2 separate regions of the Mus musculus genome follow, and region 1 is linked to region 2. The links are chromatin contacts, called in public Micro-C maps. All regions are on one chromosome and are shown on one strand. The core of a region is the stretch at or near the end of the contact, and the rest is flanking DNA. Distances in the headings are between cores, read along the strand shown. Region 1 overlaps Gm30062 (a long non-coding RNA gene). Region 2 overlaps Ccdc57 (coiled-coil domain containing 57).

What was found. A called contact is a pair of places that touch in the nucleus more often than the background predicts.
Region 1: a Micro-C map of muscle stem cells shows a contact between it and region 2, with 2.6 times the contacts expected there. The contact joins two enhancer-like sites. A contact is called at or near these places in 4 of 484 Hi-C or Micro-C datasets (bone marrow-derived macrophages, cerebellar granule neurons, muscle stem cells and 1 more), 2 of 115 datasets of contacts at active chromatin or transcription factors (effector CD8 T cells and fibro-adipogenic progenitors) and 1 of 9 other capture datasets (embryonic stem cells).

The regions. Positions count from the first base shown.
Region 1 is chr11:121,013,538-121,016,866 of GRCm38.p6, forward strand. It overlaps Gm30062 (a long non-coding RNA gene), which reads left to right. Exons shown (of 3, transcript XR_003949840.1): 2 at 395-571; 3 at 1,255-1,884. Among named protein-coding and RNA genes, the nearest start is that of Gm30062, 5.7 kb to the left of the region's middle. Within about 2 kb of position 1,459, at least 69 of the 459 cell types and tissues checked have an H3K27ac peak or open chromatin away from gene starts, as enhancers often do. A contact at or near this core is called in muscle stem cells, where this site is marked.
Region 2 is chr11:120,903,593-120,906,834 of GRCm38.p6, forward strand. It overlaps Ccdc57 (coiled-coil domain containing 57), which reads right to left. Exons shown (of 19, transcript NM_027745.1): 4 at 392-493; 5 at 1-88. Among named protein-coding and RNA genes, the nearest start is that of A430102A20Rik, 28 kb to the right of the region's middle. Within about 2 kb of position 1,964, at least 91 of the 459 cell types and tissues checked have an H3K27ac peak or open chromatin away from gene starts, as enhancers often do. A contact at or near this core is called in muscle stem cells, where this site is marked.

The DNA of each region.
Region 1 (3,329 bases), core at 209-2,708, 110 kb after region 2:
ATCCGTGAAATGGATTATGACATGGGAAAAGGCCTTTTCAAACACACAGTAACTATATTTCAAGCCTTTGATTAAAACAGAAAAAAAAATCTAGTTAGTATTTTGAAATCTCCTAGATTTCTGTATTGCAAATAGAATTGCTGTAGGGATCCGCTTGGCACAATTACAGCCATCTTGGGCACAATTGCAGTCTTGTGCTGCAGGCATCCTTGGCACACACCACAGAGCCTACCAGACAAATGAAGTCTTTTAGACGGTCCAATGTGGTGTGCCAGCCACCGATGCTGGGCTGTTTCTTAACTGACAGGGACATGTTAACAGTGAGAAAGACCAGGTACATCCAGGGACTGCGGCTCACGGTTACCTAACTGAGCATAACTTGCTTCTGTTTCAGGTACAGGAAGTGACTAGTCTTGCCGAGTTGCTCTTCTGCCTGTGAATTCTTGCTAAAGCATGCCTATGCAACCCTTGGCTCTGCATCTCCTTATGTCTCACAGCATCTTCCATCTTCGGTGGAACCCCAGCCCACAGGAAGCTAAGGCCTGAGGATCAGGAGTTCAAGGCCAGCCAGGTACATATCAAGTGAAATTCCAGCCTGGGTTACTGGGATGATATCAAACTTAACAAAGGTGGGTGTAGTGACACACAGCTCTATCCTGGTGCTTGTGAGGTGCAGGCAGGAGGATCATAGGTTCAAAGTTATCCTTGGCTACATAGTGAAAATCGAAGCCAGCCTGGGCTACAGACAAATAAAAACAGACCACAAAACAAAAGATAGCATTTGGCCCTGGTAACTCTGTGTCCACCTTTCAGCCAGGTGGTTTAAGGCAGATTGCAGGGAGGGCACCTAAAGCTTGAGGAGAAAGGCTGTTTTATGTATGTTTACTGGAACCTTAGTTCAGGTGGGCCACTTAAAATGTTTCATCTGAGTGGGTGAGCGGTACAATGCGATGAAAAGGAACTTGGAGTCCCCAGGATACTGGAAGCCCGAGTTCCAGTTCTGCAACCCAGAACAAGTGAAATGTTCCGTGAAAATTTTATGTTCTGGTTTCCATGTGAATATGAAACAGTAACACATGTGAGGTTTTTCTCTACCCCATACTTGAATTTCTGATTTCCCTCTTCTTAGCCAACATTGCCCTACACTCCCCCACACTCTCCATACCCTCCTCTCAGACTCCTTATTCTTCCTCCATGTCACCTTGTGGTGGTTCTGCAGTGGGGATGGGTGTCTCACGATTTTAATCCTTACAGGTCTTCCCGAGTACAGACACAAAGAGAAGCTCGGGTCACTCAGAAGTGGAAGGAAACACGCCCTAGCGTGACTAGTGCAGATGGGATCTAAGTGTTCAACTCACACAGGACTTTTGTCATTCCGTTCCCGGGAGTATTACTGCAGCATCGCTTTCGCTTGTTCCCAGCTGAGTTCGTCATGACGTAATCGTAGGAATCCGAGGAAGTGCGCGCGTCTCCAGGAAGCGAGAGTGACGCCACAGTCTGGCATCTTGCAGTCTTCCCACTGCTCTGCCTGGACATTTTGTGGAGAATATCCCAGAATCTTGCGTTTGCCACCTCTAGTGGAGAAGCAGATAGGTCACAGGGAGCTGAATGCAGGAGGCAGCGCCAAGGCTCCCACCACCAGGAAGAACCGCCTCCAGATGGTTCCCGGACCAAAGTGAGCAATCACCTGTCATCGCCTGTGGGAAGACGTCAGCAGGCAATGCTTGCCAACAGCACCTGGACCATCTCTGCTAGCTGACAAGACCTAACCAACCTTCTTTTATCTTTCATGACGTCTGTGCTTCCAAACTTACTAGATACAAATGCGAGGCGTTTTCTAAGTTTAAATTCTCACTCAAATCCCTATTAAAATTTTCCCCTGTGCTTATGTTTTTCCTTTTGTAAAACATTCAGATTCTGTCTTAGAATAGAAAACAAAACAAAACCCAACACTACACAAACGGGGCATGGTTTTGCATTTGCTGGCACACTGAATGAAAACAGCTCTCAGAAACCAGGATGGAGCTGGGATAGACGCCTCTAGGGTCCTTCAGCTTCCTACACAGGGCATCTAGCTAGACGCCCTTAACTGTTAGTGAGTGAGCAGAGACTAAGTAGAGGTGTCTGTGGATTTGGAACAGCTTAGAAAGTAGCTGAGATCTTGCAGGGCCGGGCAGCAGGAAATTAGTGTTTACTGGGACAAAGCCATCTGCCTAGGGAAGACATTCTTCAGTGGACGTGACACTGCATACTGCCCTGCACAGGCTGGCCTTAAACTTACCGTGTAGCTGAGGATCTCCCTGCATGTCTTATTTCTCTGCTTCTACCTCCCAAGTCCTGGGATTACAGGCACAAACCACCACATACAGCGTCCCCTAAACTTTTCTGGTTCCCTCTGATTGCCAGAGGCAGCAGGAATGCAGCCCAGCACTGCGGAGGGCAGTCGGAGGAGAGCCCAACTAAGGACCTCCACTTGGATAAAGCCAGATCCGTGACTGCATCCTAGGAAAGACATTCAGACAAGCCGATGTGAAATAAAGTTAGTGGGTTACTAAGTAAAGCTAATGGATGATAAATACTTATATTTACCAGGATGGACACTATTCAGCTGGAATGGAACATGGTGACCAGGTTGTTTGGTTGCTGTGGGGCATTTTAAGACTCATGAGAAATGAAACATTGCTTAAGGGCCGCCTTGGAGGGTGTTCTCTATGGTGTGATGCAGGCGTTGTTGTCACCAGGGAGTCAGGATGGCCGTGGAGATGGAGGAGCAGCTGGAGGCCTGTGCTTCCTGTGGCCTGGACAGAGAAGAGGAAGCATCCATATGTGATCCAGGAGACAGAGGCTAAAGAATGCCTCGGCCCTCCAGGCTGGTCTCAGAGCTTTTCCATCAATGGCTGAGGGCCCTCCCAGCACTAGAGGGTGGTCCAGGTTGGCCTCAAACTTCTGCAAAGATCTCTATGAAGAGATGGACTCTCCAAATTTCAGTCAGCCCTTTAGAGTCGGTAATGAAGAAACACACAGAAAGATAGAAACAGACAGACAGACACACACACACTCATAGAGAGAAAGGCAGAGAGACAGGGAGATATAGACACACAGAGAGACATAGAGAGAGAAACAGAGAAAGATGAAGAGACATAGAGTTATAGACACACACACACAGAGACAGAGACACAGAGATACAGACAGAGAAACACAGACATGCAGAGAGACAGAGAGATAGACACAGAGAGACAGAGAGATAAACACACAGAGACAAAGAGAGACAGAGACACAGAGAGAAGGGGAAGGAAAGGAAGGAACAAAGAGATACAGACACACACAGA
Region 2 (3,242 bases), core at 714-3,213:
CGTGTTCTGCTTCTGCCTTCTGCAGACTCTCTGCTGCCCGTGCTCCAGCGTCTCTCAGAGCTTGCAGCTCTTTGTTTAGTAGTTTTATCTGAGAAAGATTGAAAAGTTCCAGGAGAGGAGATGGGTAAAAGGAACAGTGTGAAGCCTGGCGTGGTCCCAGCGCTCGGCAGGCACAGGCAGGCGGAGCTCTAAGTTCAAGGCCAGCCTGGTCTACAGAGTGAGTTCCAAGATAGACGGGACTACACAGAGAAACCCTGTCTCAACAAACAAACAAACAAACAGACAGACTGACTGACTGACTGACTGACTAACAAAGGAACAGCATGGTATTCTGCAGCACTGGGTAATTAAAGTTGCAATGGTGATTCGAAGCCCAGGGCCAGCCAGTTACCTTGAGCTCATGTGTCAGGACTACGTTGCTCATGTCGTCAGCCCTCAGCTGGAACTCATGCTCTCTTCTCTGCATTTTAGATTCAAACTCCAGCAGCAGCTCCTGGGACAAAAGAGCCAGGAGTGAAGGAGAGTGGCTGCCGCCAAGGCCTCAGCTTAGGTGTGAGACTGACACACAGTGTGAATCACGGTTTTATACTACAAACAAAGTTTTCTGTTCTACAGATAAACTGCTTACCTCTATTTCCCTACCACCACTCTTCAATATCTGTACATCTATACACGCTTTTAATCCCAGCACTCAGGAGGCAGAGGCAAGCGGATTTCTGAGTTTGAGGCCAGCCTGGTCTACAGAGTGAGTTCTAGGACAGCCAAGGCTACACAGAGAAACCCTGTCTCGAAAAACAAACAAAACCAACCAACCAACCAACGACAGAACAACAAAAATTCTCAGGTAAAATGGGGTCATAGATGAAACCATTTTAAGAAGCCTCTCTCTGAGGGATGACTGTAACTCTTGCAGTTCGGTGAGCACCCAGGTTGCAGCCATTGCTGTCAGGCTAGCATATATTCCCTTCTGCAAACTTCCTTCTCATTTCTGACATGATGAGGTCTGCCACGGGGTCCTCGGTTGATACGAGAGTTTGGATCCTCCAGTTACTAGCAAGCCAAAAAACCTAATTTCTATATTTCTGGGGCCAGGTACTTAATCTCATTTTTGATCAGCACAGAGCCAGAGCCCCTGGAAGGACTGAGTGCTCAGGCACATATGCCAGCCCTAGTCCTGGGCCCTGCCCTGCCCTGCCCTCCACCAGACTCCAGCCCTGAAGGACAGACTGAGGGAGGACAGATGCAGCTCTGAGGGAGTTGTCCCCACCCTTACCCCATGAAGCACCATCCAGCCCTGGTAGACAGGTGCACTGTGTGAGTTCTGCAGCAACAGGTCTCACTTTCTGGCTCAGGAAACTGCAGAAAGCACAACTAGAAGTTATATTTCACTTTTTCAATCCCTTGAAAGGTAAATGTGAAATATATAGTCACGTGAGTGACCCTTATTGGAATTAGAATATTAAAATCATTACTATAATTATAAAATCATGGCTGAATGCTTGCCTGTTATGTGTGGTGCCTTGGGTTCTATTCCAAGCATAGGGACAAATGAAAGACAAAAGGAAGGAAAGAAGAAAGAAAGGAAGGAAGGGAGGGAGGGAGGGAGGGAGGGAGGGAGGGAGGGAAAAAGGAAAGGAAAGGAGAAGAGAGGAGAAGGGAGGGGAGAGGGGAAGGGAGGGGAGAGGAGAGGAGGGGAGGGGAGAGGAGAGAAGGATGGTGAGTTAGTAGAACCTACCTGTAAACAGAGAACCTGGGAGGCAAAGATAGAGAAGATCCCCTCAAGTTCTGGGCAGCCTTGGCTACATGTTAGGAATCTGTCTCAAAGGACAAAACCAAAGCAACCAACTAACCAAACAGCAACAAATCCACAGAATTTGAAACAGTTTTTTCTGAACAAAATCCACAGAGGAAGTTCTGCAGGTTGTGGCCACCAGAGAGCAGAGTTCCATGCTAAGTCAAGCCTGTGCTGCCACCTTCTGGTCTTGCTGGACAGTGTGACAGGCAGCCATGACCTGTCTCCACTGTGCTCTTGTCAATGTTCTGGGGACCGTGTCTCTGGATAAACCATGGGACCTCACACAACAGTCTGTCACTCTGTCTCCTTGCACACATTCTTTGTCTCAACAACTGGCAGTCATCCTCTGTGGCACCTGCCTCTTCCATCAGGCCCATCAGAGCTCAGGGTCAGATGTCCCCACTGGCTCCCCTTCTGGGCATGCTCATATCTGCAGGGGCCTACTACCCCATCAGCCTGCTGGCTACTTCTCCCATGCCTGGCCCAGTAAGTCCGCAATCATGTATGTCACTGCTCTACACAAACACTCAACAGTTTCCCATGGTGCCAAAGTCTTTAAAGGCTCTGAAGGCCGAGCTCCACTTTGGACATTCGTCCTCTGAACTTGAACTCTATCTTCTAGGTATCTCCGAGCACATGGGCAGGTTCTTGTCTTCCTCCTCCTGAACTCTCTTCTGCACCCTCACCAACGTCTGTGGCTCCTCTTGCCCACTCACTGTACTTGACTCCTGACCCTCCCGTCTCATCACATCTATAGGCAGTTAACTGTCTCAAGGTGTTCTTCCCTCTATAAGGGCAAGCATGGCAGGTATGACTGACAGGCATGACAGGTATGACAGGAATGACAGGGATCCGTGCGCAATCCCAAGCCTGAAGAGCTACCAGCATGCAGCATGCATTCAGAAACATTTCTGAAATGAGTGGGTAAATTTCCTCCAATGTCTTGTGAGCCTGTGACTATCCAATAAGAAAAAGGATTTTCTCTGGTTCACAGTACGTGATAACTGACCAGTCAGTTACTAGTTATAAACTTGCCTCAACTTATAAGAGAAAAATCATTATTTCATTGAATTGGTTCTATTTACAAGGGTGACCAACATGTGAGATTCTGGCCCAACAACAGAAAAGAGCAATTGAGCAAAAGAGTTGTTGGTCTTTAAGATTCTGTGTTAACACAACTCTCTGCTCACAACTACCCAGAAGGCCAAGACTGTTCCAGGCCAGATCAGGCTGCTATAGGCAGACTGCCCCGGGCTGCAGAAGGCTGCCTCAGGCTGGCTATTCCAACCCACCAGGGGCAGACCTTTCCCTAGCCTCCTGCGGCAGAGCTGGCACAGTAGCATGTAAGGCTTGGTGCTTCCAGAGATAGGGCTAGGGACACCTGAGTGTGCTCCACTGAGTCTGCACAAACTAATCACTCAGCCGCCTTTCCCAGCTAGAGACTCTC